2 separate regions of the Gossypium hirsutum genome follow, and region 1 is linked to region 2. The links are chromatin contacts, called in public Hi-C maps. All regions are on one chromosome and are shown on one strand. The core of a region is the stretch at or near the end of the contact, and the rest is flanking DNA. Distances in the headings are between cores, read along the strand shown.

What was found. A called contact is a pair of places that touch in the nucleus more often than the background predicts.
Region 1: a contact with region 2 is called in a Hi-C map of leaf, with 4 times the contacts expected there. The contact joins the promoter of LOC107922034 here to the enhancer-like site in region 2. A contact is called at or near these places in 9 of 34 Hi-C or Micro-C datasets (callus, hypocotyl, leaf and 1 more).

The regions. Positions count from the first base shown.
Region 1 is chrD01:52,297,796-52,302,901 of Gossypium_hirsutum_v2.1, forward strand. It overlaps LOC107922034 (coilin), which reads left to right and starts at 1,893. Exons shown (of 13, transcript XM_016851858.2): 1 at 1,893-2,394; 2 at 2,488-2,552; 3 at 2,639-2,920; 4 at 3,025-3,246; 5 at 3,433-3,502; 6 at 3,857-3,934; 7 at 4,399-4,567; 8 at 4,697-4,737. The coding sequence starts at 2,206.
Region 2 is chrD01:52,039,356-52,044,630 of Gossypium_hirsutum_v2.1, forward strand. No RefSeq gene overlaps it. Among protein-coding and RNA genes, the nearest start is that of LOC107922586, 11 kb to the left of the region's middle. Within about 2 kb of position 3,891, at least 9 of the 9 cell types and tissues checked have an H3K27ac peak or open chromatin away from gene starts, as enhancers often do. A contact at or near this core is called in hypocotyl and leaf, where this site is marked.

The DNA.
Region 1 (5,106 bases), core at 643-3,142, 260 kb after region 2:
GCATCGTTTGGAAGGAGGTGGGATCCGCGCATCGACCCGATCCGGATCCAGGATCCGCGCGTTTTGATGCGGAGGGGAAAATTACGTTTTTAGCCCCTCCGCCTTTTAATACTTTTACAATTAAGTTTTTTTTTTAAAAATCACCTTTAATTTGTTTTTAATTTCAATTTAGTCCTCTTCGAACAGCGCCGTTTTAGAGGAGAGGAGAAAATTTCCCTTCCAGCCCGTCTATGTAATTCGCGTGTTCAAATTAGTCCTTTGGGTTTCATTTATTTGCGGATTTGCCCCAAAATTTTTCAATTACTATTTGATTTAGTTTTTTTATTATTTTCCTAATTAATTTTAATAATGTAATTGTTATTTTTTATTTTTGCAATTATTTTTCAATATATATATTTATTTTTTATGCGCATTTATATTTTTAAACTAATGTTTTTTTCATGTATACATATTTATTTTGAATTTTGATAATGTTGACATTATTAATATATTTTATGTTTTCATAAATACATTATAAATTTTATAAATCAAAGTTTTACATGAAAATTCATTTGTATGCCTCTAATTCTTCATAATTTCATTTATTTTACTTATTTTGCTCATTTATTTGATATTTTACATGTCATTCGTTATTTTTGCTTTTGTCTTAATTTAGTTTGTTTAAACTTCATGTTATTACCTCATTGTTATAATTATTGTTGTATTTGTTATTGTGACATTTATACATGCATTCAACCTAATATCACATCATTTTTTTTACTCGATTTCAAACTTTTTAAAATTGAGCGAATGCTTGTATTTAGGATTTTCAAGGAAATTGAGCCCTAACGTATTGGGTTCCGATTTTCTTCGTTAAATCTAACAATCGAGCATTTCTCTTTAATAAAAAAAAATAAGAAATCATTATTGGGAATTCAACACGTTGTGTCCTAACGCATTGGATGTGACGCATTGATTTCTCGAAATGAAGATTTTTGCTAAAAATTAATAAAGGAAATATTCCAAGTTTGGGACTTTGAAGGAATTGTGCCCTAACGTATTGGGCCGCGATTTCTTAAATCTTGAATAAATGGATATTCTTTTAAATTTTAATTGCACGTATTCTGGCCTAATTTATTTTTGGGGAAATTAGAATGTCGTGCCCTAACGCATTGGGTGTGACATTTTCCTTCTCTGAAATGATAAGGGTCTTAATACGTAACGTTTTTAAGTTTTTTTTTTGCTAAGGATTATATATTTTCAAACTCTCGACTTCAAGACATTAATTAATCAATTTGGTATCAATTTTGGGCGTTACGAGGGTGCTAATCCTTCCTCGTACGTAATTTACTCCCGAACCCATTTTTTAAAACTCGTAGACCAAAGCCATTTTTTTAGGTGATCCAATCACACCTTAATAAAAGATTGGTGGCGACTTCCAATTTTTCATCGAGAACTAATTTTTGTTTTTTCCAAAAATAAAAATGGTTTCGACAGCTATATTATTTTTATAATATATATAGCGTAAACATATAAATAAGTTATGCCAATACTTCTTAGCCATAATTTTTTTAGAAATAAATATTTTATAACACTTTTATAACATGTAAATTGTTTTTATAATAAACTTTTTTATCATAACTTTAAAATTTTTAAAAAAATTATAATGTAAGAAATTATTTTACCATAATCATTCCACTTATACTTATTCATGCTTATAATATAATTTTTATAATTCATATAAAAATAATTTTAAAATTAGATTTAAGTGTAATTATGATTACTCTAATTCTTACTCTCTCTCTTAATAATTAAAAAGTGTAATTAAATATTCTAATTATAAATAGGATTAGTCAATTACAGTGATTATCCAAATATATAATTATAAATCATTACACATAAATTCGATTATTGGGTAACTTTCCAACCTAGAATCAATCAAACCAATTTGTGAAATATCGCACCCGCTGCTTTGTGGCCTGTAGTTCGAATATCGAGTTTTAGCCCAATGAAAAGGAATTAATCCAGGAGCAACCATCCGGCCCAAAGCCTTTTGAGCGGACCCAGACAGCTGGTGAGTCATCATGACTCGACGGTCGACGGTCGCTAACTCACAGTCACAGTAGAGAAACCACGAAACCCCGGCAGAGGGTTTATGAAACGAAACGAAGGCCAAATAGCAAAGGTCACCTTTGGGTTTTCTTCAAATTTCCTCAGACTTCGAAAATGGAGACGGCAAGGCTCCGTTTGGTGTTCGAGGATCCAAACATTCTCAGCAAGTCTCAGAAGAAACAAGGCCTAAAGCGAAGCTGGTTTATCCTTAAACCCCAACATCAAACCATCTTCGATCTTTCCTCCGATCTTCTCCACATTTTCGACCTCCGAAAATCTTGCCCTAATGGCCTCATACTCTCCGTATGTCTCTCTACCTCTCTCTTTCCCTCTCGCACCCGTCATGCCCTAATATATATATTGTTGCCATGTTATGCCATTGATTTTTCATTGCAGATGGATGGCTTTGTTTTGCCTCCTTTCGAGCCAACTTGTATTTTAAAAGATAAAGATATTGTTAGGTTAGTATATGCAAATCGTCTGCTTTTTTCTTTTGTAAAATGTGTGTGCTTTGTTCTGCATTTTTAAATTTTAATTATGAAAACAGTGTGAAGATGAAAGGAGGGAAATCGGCCGAGATTATTAAGGCTGGAAATGGTATGAATTATTTGGAAGAATTGGAAACAATGGAGCGACTGCCCGTTAATACCGGCGTCAAGCATCTAGCCAATGAGGAGTTTGATAAGGAAACCGGGGGATACAAAAGCGAACTGGAAGAAGATGAGCAAGAACTTGCGCCATTGGAGGATCAAGCACAAGTTGAAAGCACACCAATTGAAAACATGGTTTCAAAGAAAAGAAAGGCACGGGATAAACTTCCGAGCTCTAGGTAATTTACTTCATACAATTTTCATTAAACCTTCTTTTTTTACTCGGTTTGTTAAGTACTTGCACTGGTAATTACTTATTATCTTTAATTACATTTACCTTCAGGAAGAAGAAAAGCAAATTGGCTAGTGCTGAAAAATATCCGGTTTCTGGAGATGATGGAATTGATGTTCGTCCAAAGAAAAGCAAAAGCTCTCATAAAAAAAAGGTTTCCACCAATGACAAGGTTGTTGGTAAGGACAAGCCAGCTGACATTCAGGGAGAACCAGAGAATTCAAGCACCCCTGAAATTGATGAAACTGGTGATGACAAAACCAATCTGGGGAGGTAAAATTTATCTTAAATGTAGGTGATTACAACGTATTGTAAGAGAGAAAGTTTGAAAATATTGTTTGGAGTTTTAAATCCCTCTATTTGGTTTTGGTTCACATTTTGTGCAAAATGAACCCTTTTTATTTTCCTTGTCATTGCTTCTCTTATATTTTTCTTCATTTGCTTGCTTCTGTATTATAGGTCCTCCCAGCTTCAAAACACTGGTAAAGGGAGTGCTGATGAACTTATTACAACTACTGAAGTTAAAAAGGTTATTATTGACATTATTGTTTTGAATGGAATGAATCATTAGTTTCTAATAAGATTCATTGATGTCCGAGATGGTATCTTATATCTTGGAAAAATGGTTTATGAAGTTGTGTTGTGTCCATGAAGAGTCAATGTCATTGTTAGTAGGAGCAATAAACCTGAGCCATGCACTAGCTAGCACACATATCCATGTCACTTAACATAGTTTGATGTTGATGGTTAATGTTCTTGGCGTGGAATTTAGAATTTTACTTTCATAAATTTCAGTTTGTCAACCAATCTTAATGGTTTATTGCTTTATCCATATTCAAATTATAGCACAAGCAAACCTTCTATTTAATTTCTTATTGTGCAGCTCCCTAGCAGAAGTGCACGACGTAAAAAGGCTAAAAGGCGATGGTTGAGGGAGCAGGCCAAACTTGTAAAGGAAAAGGTAATTTAGTCTTTAGAAAAACTGTTAAGTTATTTTGGACCTTTTAAGGCCAAGATTCAGATAAGCAGTTCTAGCAATAAAGAAATAATGCTTACACATAAATTATTGAAGTTGACAATTCAGTGTTTCTTTTGTTTACCATAGATGACTGAGTATATACACTTTTTTTTTTTCACTTTTAGATGCTTATAAGCAAATTGTACATGGATGCAATTGAGAGTTAGTGTGATTTCTCCTTGTTTATTATAGTAAGGTGAACATTAAAGGTTGCAGCTTTATGTATTCTAGTATGTGAATGCATGCAGACATGAGTGCAATATTTCTTACACTGTTTGGTAAGCCATAAATTTTGTTAACTAATAAAGCATATGTATGGTTTGTTTGTCCATACCTATTTACCTTTAGAAAAAAGAAACTCGTACATTATTGACTTTGAAGATAATTAAGTTTTATCCGACTTGCAGCCGCAGTCAAAAGAGCTGCTGGGAAAAGATGATCAGCAATCACCTGCAAAAGAAAATCTCAAATTTTCCGAAGAATGTCTACAAGCAATTAGCAATAATGATGTCGAGGATAACGTGGTTCCAATAGTAGTAAGGCCAGGACATATTCGCTTTGAGCCCCTTGAAGAAGGTCTTGGTTCTATCTCTTTCTGGTTCTTGAGGCTTAGCTGGGTGATATTAGTGATTCACAATCTGGAATTGCAACATAAAGCTTGAGAAATGGTTTACAATGTGTCTGACATGTGTTCTTGTTTTCCAGAAGATGCTGAGCAAGCTATCCAACATAGTCAAATTTCAGTGGTATGTTTTATTGATACTTTTATCTAGTTTATAAACTTCACCATGGCTCTTTTTTTTTTCTTTCTTTTATTATCATTTTTTTGGAGAAAGTAGTTTGAGGAGTTGTACTGTCTAGCAGCAATTGGATGCCAGGGTGGGGGTGGGTGGTGATCTTATCTTAAAAGGAAGGGGAAGGAGGGGAGGGAGGGGTTAGTTTGCTGGTGAAGGTGTTATTTTGGTTATGTCATACCTACTTTTCTGCAATTCTTGTTTACATATATCTGCATAACATATTTCCTTTATTTTCAAGTTCACAGTTTACTTGAAAAAGATAATAGAGCTAATTTAGCATACCCTTTGCCCTAAAATTTTATCGTTGTTGTCACGACC
Region 2 (5,275 bases), core at 2,641-5,140:
AAAAAATTTAAGACCTTTAAGAATCTAAAACTTCAATAGATAATGCTAAGATTCAATGCAAAATTTCCAAAATTAAAAAATTATATAAATAAGCAAAGATGGAAGAATGGATTGATGAAACCGAAAATAAAAGATTAATGGTGAATGACATCAAAGGTAAAATACTATCAAAGAACTATAACGACTTTTAATAAGCATCCCAATTGGAAACAATTAGGCAAGTTGAAGTTATGATGAACCTCCTTCAAAATCTTAAAGAATTGAAGCAAAAGTTCTAGTAAGAAAGAAACAAGAAACTAGTCTTATAAGAAAAACTCTTTTGAAGCAATTTTCATTGATAAAAATAATCAAGATACAATATATGGCGGGTATAGAAAATATAATATATATATATATAAAAGTAAACTACTTGGAAAACAAGGAAACAACCCTTCCTTTACCTCCAAGTAATTGAACTAGTTATAATCTTACTCTTTAAGCTGAATTAGTCTAAAATACTTAAAATTTTGTAATAAATAAATCTCTTAAATATAAGACTTCATAAATACATTATTTGGGTTTATATACATTCAAAATTAAGCATTAGAATTGAAGCCAATATGATTTAAAAGCTAAATAAAGTTTAAAACTCATTATTCTCTCTTTAATCACATCAAAATTCTTCTCGTGTAGTTATCACTAAAACAACCATATTTTGAGCTCTCGAAGTCAAAAGAAGGTGATTCAAAATGAATTTCAAAGATAAGATTAGAAAAACCTTTCATCGGCAAAGACATCTCAACTCAGAATTGCCTAGATCCTATTAAACAATGTGTCACAAGTTGACTAATCTTTTAAGTTGAAAATTGATAGCTTTCGTGAAATTAATATAATGAGTTTCAATCCATCCGTGCATGCATCATTTCAACTCTGATACCAAAGGAACACATGCTTTCAATATATCAAAGTATATGAGTTATGTACATATAATCAGTCACTTATTATTTAGACAAGTCACACAATGAATGTCACAAGTGAATATATTCATAAATGAATCCAAGATAAATTCTATTTGGGTTCAGTTTGTTATGTTGTCAATCCAAACAATCACACTTATGTTTCTATTTCTGGGAGTCAACTGCTCCAATACCCAAGACAAGATATGTCTCTAATAGGACTTCTAGACAACATACTAATTCATTTGAATCAATCACTCAATTTTGATTCCTTCAAACTAAGAACAATTTTAAATTACCTACTAATATAAGTTATCTTCTCACATCATAATCTTATCTTATGATCCGATTTAATATCAGTTAAACATTAGGTAAATGAATGAATATTTACTTTATTCATTTTGTTTTTCGTGCAAAAATCATTGAGGACAATTAAACAAAGATATGAATAATTAATTATAGAAATAAATTTATTTAATTAGTTCAAAAATTAAGAGTAGTATGACAAAATCATTGCACTAAGGGCATTAATCCTAATAGTGTAATCATAGCTCGATTAAAAGAGTAAATGTTGTCTTCTTATTGGCATTCTATAGATTATGAAAATAGAATGTGATTAAGGGTCATTTGGCTGGGACAAATAATTAATCATTAATAGTATAACTAATGGTCACTTTCATCATGAGAGATATAATAATGGTAACCATAACATAAAATGGATTAAATTAGGTGAATAGATTTAACCTAATGGGATCATGGATATCCTACTAGGGTAACACACATATAACAAGGTTATGGACAAAAGCTTAATATAAATAACTTTTGTTATGGTATATAGGGGATAGATCAGTCATGACGCTTTTAGTGGATTGACTCTATGACTGAATAACTTTGTAATTAATAGATGAAGAGTCCAAACTTAATTACAAATTGTTTAAGCTCTCATTATATATAGCAATTGGTCCTTTTGTTAAACTCAATATAACTCTGAGCGGATTTCATAATGAGAAATATGAATTGATGGATATAAAAGACGAATGTGAATTAGATTGCATGAATTACATTCCATAGTAAGTGCATTTTATCGAGAATGTATGAGATAACTTAAGACTAATTTAATTTCTTAGGATTATTATTTAATTGGATGAATAAATTAAATAATTGAGTCTAAATTGAAAATTAAATTATGTAATCATTGTCGTTTATTTATATTTGGATAATTTAATAAATTTGCACATAAATTCTAATACAATAAAATTACGACGATTTTAATGGAATTTGAATTGAGTTGTGTAAATTATTTACTTAAAATTGATTGGTTAAACTATTTTATTTAATAATTAATTTGGAGAAATATTAAATTCTTTAATTAATTAAATATTCAATCTTGGTTTTTCTTATTTATAGAAAAAAGCTTGAAAAGTGGAACGGATTCGACTAGACCAGTGGATCATAGCATGCCACGGTAATGAGAGTAATTTCCCATGTATGTCGCCAACTTTGTACCTCTGTAAAGTCCTACTTGGACTAAAACTTCCCTAAATTAAGTAAGAACTCTGAATGGGAATTGAACTCTTGTGTATATCCCTTTAGAAATACCTAGCCAAAATTCATATGCATCATTTTCTTAGGGAAAACTCTGTAAAAGGTTATTGAAAGTATATTTAAGTAAATTTTTTTATACTCAAATAAATTTTATTTTATTGAGTTTGAATTTTAACTTTGTGAGAATTATAATTGTAATATCTAATGATTGTAATTTGTGTCTAGAAGTTAAAATTTCTATTTCAGGATACATAGAGATTTTGACTTCTCCCTCTTTTGAAGTTTCAAATTTTTTCTTGTGTAAAGCTCCTTGAGTTAGTGTCAACTTCCTAAGCATCTAAGAGTTTGAGAATAATAGAAAAGATTATTCAGTTGAAAACTTGAAAATTTTGAATTTTGTTTGAGTTAATCAAAAAATTTAAACACTTTCCTATAACCTTTCGTAATTTGGATATACATCCTGAGCCGTGAAACACATGTACTAATTTTTATCAAATTTATTACTTTAGATATCGCCATAAAAATCATTTTCAATTTCTTTTAAAAAATTCTGCTACGTCAACTCTTATATGTTTTCTAAACACTTTTCTAACAGATAAAAGACAATACATAACAGGAAATATGTAGAAAGTGACACACATCCATTCATTACATCCCAATACACATGCAAAAATTTGTAATGACACAACTTTCGAAACCCATGAACCGACACCATCGTAAGAAGCATATAAAGCGTGTTATATCATCAAAGAGAAGACTTCAAAAAAAGACCCCTCAATTCTCTAGACATCTTTGTCTTTATCATTAAAACCCCTCTAAAAACTTTCCGCATATCTACTATGCGAACTGCCACAAGCCCTCTCCAATCTTCATCTTAACCTATTTCCATAAATAATGTTAGACATAACCTGTTTTTATAGTATTTGTTTAATTTTGATACATACAAAAAAAATCATTATAAATTTCTATTGAAGTTCTTCCTAATATCGTTATTTAATGACTTTCATGGTTGTCCAAATTAGATTTGAGATTTTATTGTTAAGCTTAGAACTTGAAAGAGAAATTATGAGTTGAAGACTTTTCAAATAGGTAGTGGATGAAGAACCAACTAAGTGTGTCTGTCGTCCAATCCACTTGGGCAACATAATTTTGAGTCATAGATGATTTTACATGTCATGTTATCCAATTAACAAAAAGGTAATGAGATGACTTTCGATGTTGCCCTATGTGTGGATCCTTCTTCAGAGTTTCAGTCCTCAAATTTGGGCAAGGTTCGGTAAAGGCCAGATTTCCCAAAATTCTAAAGTTGCTAAAATTTAAAATTTAAAATTTGTCATCTTGTTTATATGAAACCACCTACAAGGGTTACATGTTGGGCTATTAATCTCGGGAGACAAAACTAGAAACCAGAATATTGGGTATCTAAGCGGTAGACCAAGTCAAAAGGTTCATTTGAATAGCCCAAGTCAAAATTAGAATCAATGATTTAATATGTATTTTGATCTAATTGAAAATAATAATAAAAACCATAAAAGATGTATAATAAAAAATTAATTTGATGTCCTTTCATATTTAAAATAAGTTATCTTACTCGATGATACTTATCTTTTTATTTTACAAGCCCAATAAAAATATACATATGATACAATTTGAACCTAAGTTAATTGTATTAGTAAAAACTTAAATTCACCACTTGACCAAAGTTTTATTTTGATTGCTTTTATGCACATTTTATTATGTCCATCAATTGTGTTTTAAATGTGTAATTTTTACACATTCTTATGTGTAAAATTTTCTAATTTGAAATAGAATAAATATAATTATTTTAATAAAAATAAATAAAGAGTCTACTCCCCTAGCACGTTTAGGTCTGCCGCCGCTGGCACGTTTTTGTTTTTCTTTAATCGTTTGTGTTATGTTTTACCAATTGCCTTCTTTGCTTCTGATCTTTTTTCCTGAAATCTGAAAAAGGGGTGTTTGTGTTATTATGTTTATCAACCTGTAGCCATGGAGAATGAATTAGCACAATTATCGATTAATGAGGAAGAAGAAGAAATATTGCAGATTCAGGCAGATCCGGGTAATCAAAGTGGAGTGGGGGAGTTCCAGCTTGTGGGATGTTTCTTAACAGCAAGTGTTATTCATTTTCCACCATGAAAAGCACTATGGCAAATCTGTGGCACCCTGTTTATGGGGTCCAAATTAGAGATCTGGTGAAAAAAGGTATTTGTTCCAATTATGATCATAATATGGATATGGAAAGGGTTCTAAAAGGTCTACCATGGACTTTTAATAACCACTTGCCATCATTGAATAAGTTGGGGAGAGGCGAAGATCCATTAAAAGTGCCGCTAATATTTACTCCTTTCTGGGTTCTAATCCATGATGTCCCAATTGGATTATTCTCTAAAAAGCTAGCAATCCAACTGGGTAATTTTTTAGGTGTTTTCCTAGAATATGATACTTCAAATCTAGGAAAGGAAAATCGTAATTATATGAGGGTAAGAGTACAGATTGATGTTAGGAAGCCTCTGAAAAGGAAGAAGCAAGATTTGTGCAATGTGGTTAGGTCATATGTCAAGTTTAAGTATGAACGGTTATCGCTTTTTTGTTTCTACTGCGGAAGATTGGGGCATAATGATTCATTCTATGAGATAAAAATGATGACAAGGGCAGATACAGAAGAATTGGGCTGGGATTTATCATTGTGAGTGCAATCTCGAAGAGCCCTTTCAATGAATAGTATATGGCTACGAGAAGAGGAAGAAGGAAAAGGGAAGGGAAGATGGGGGGAG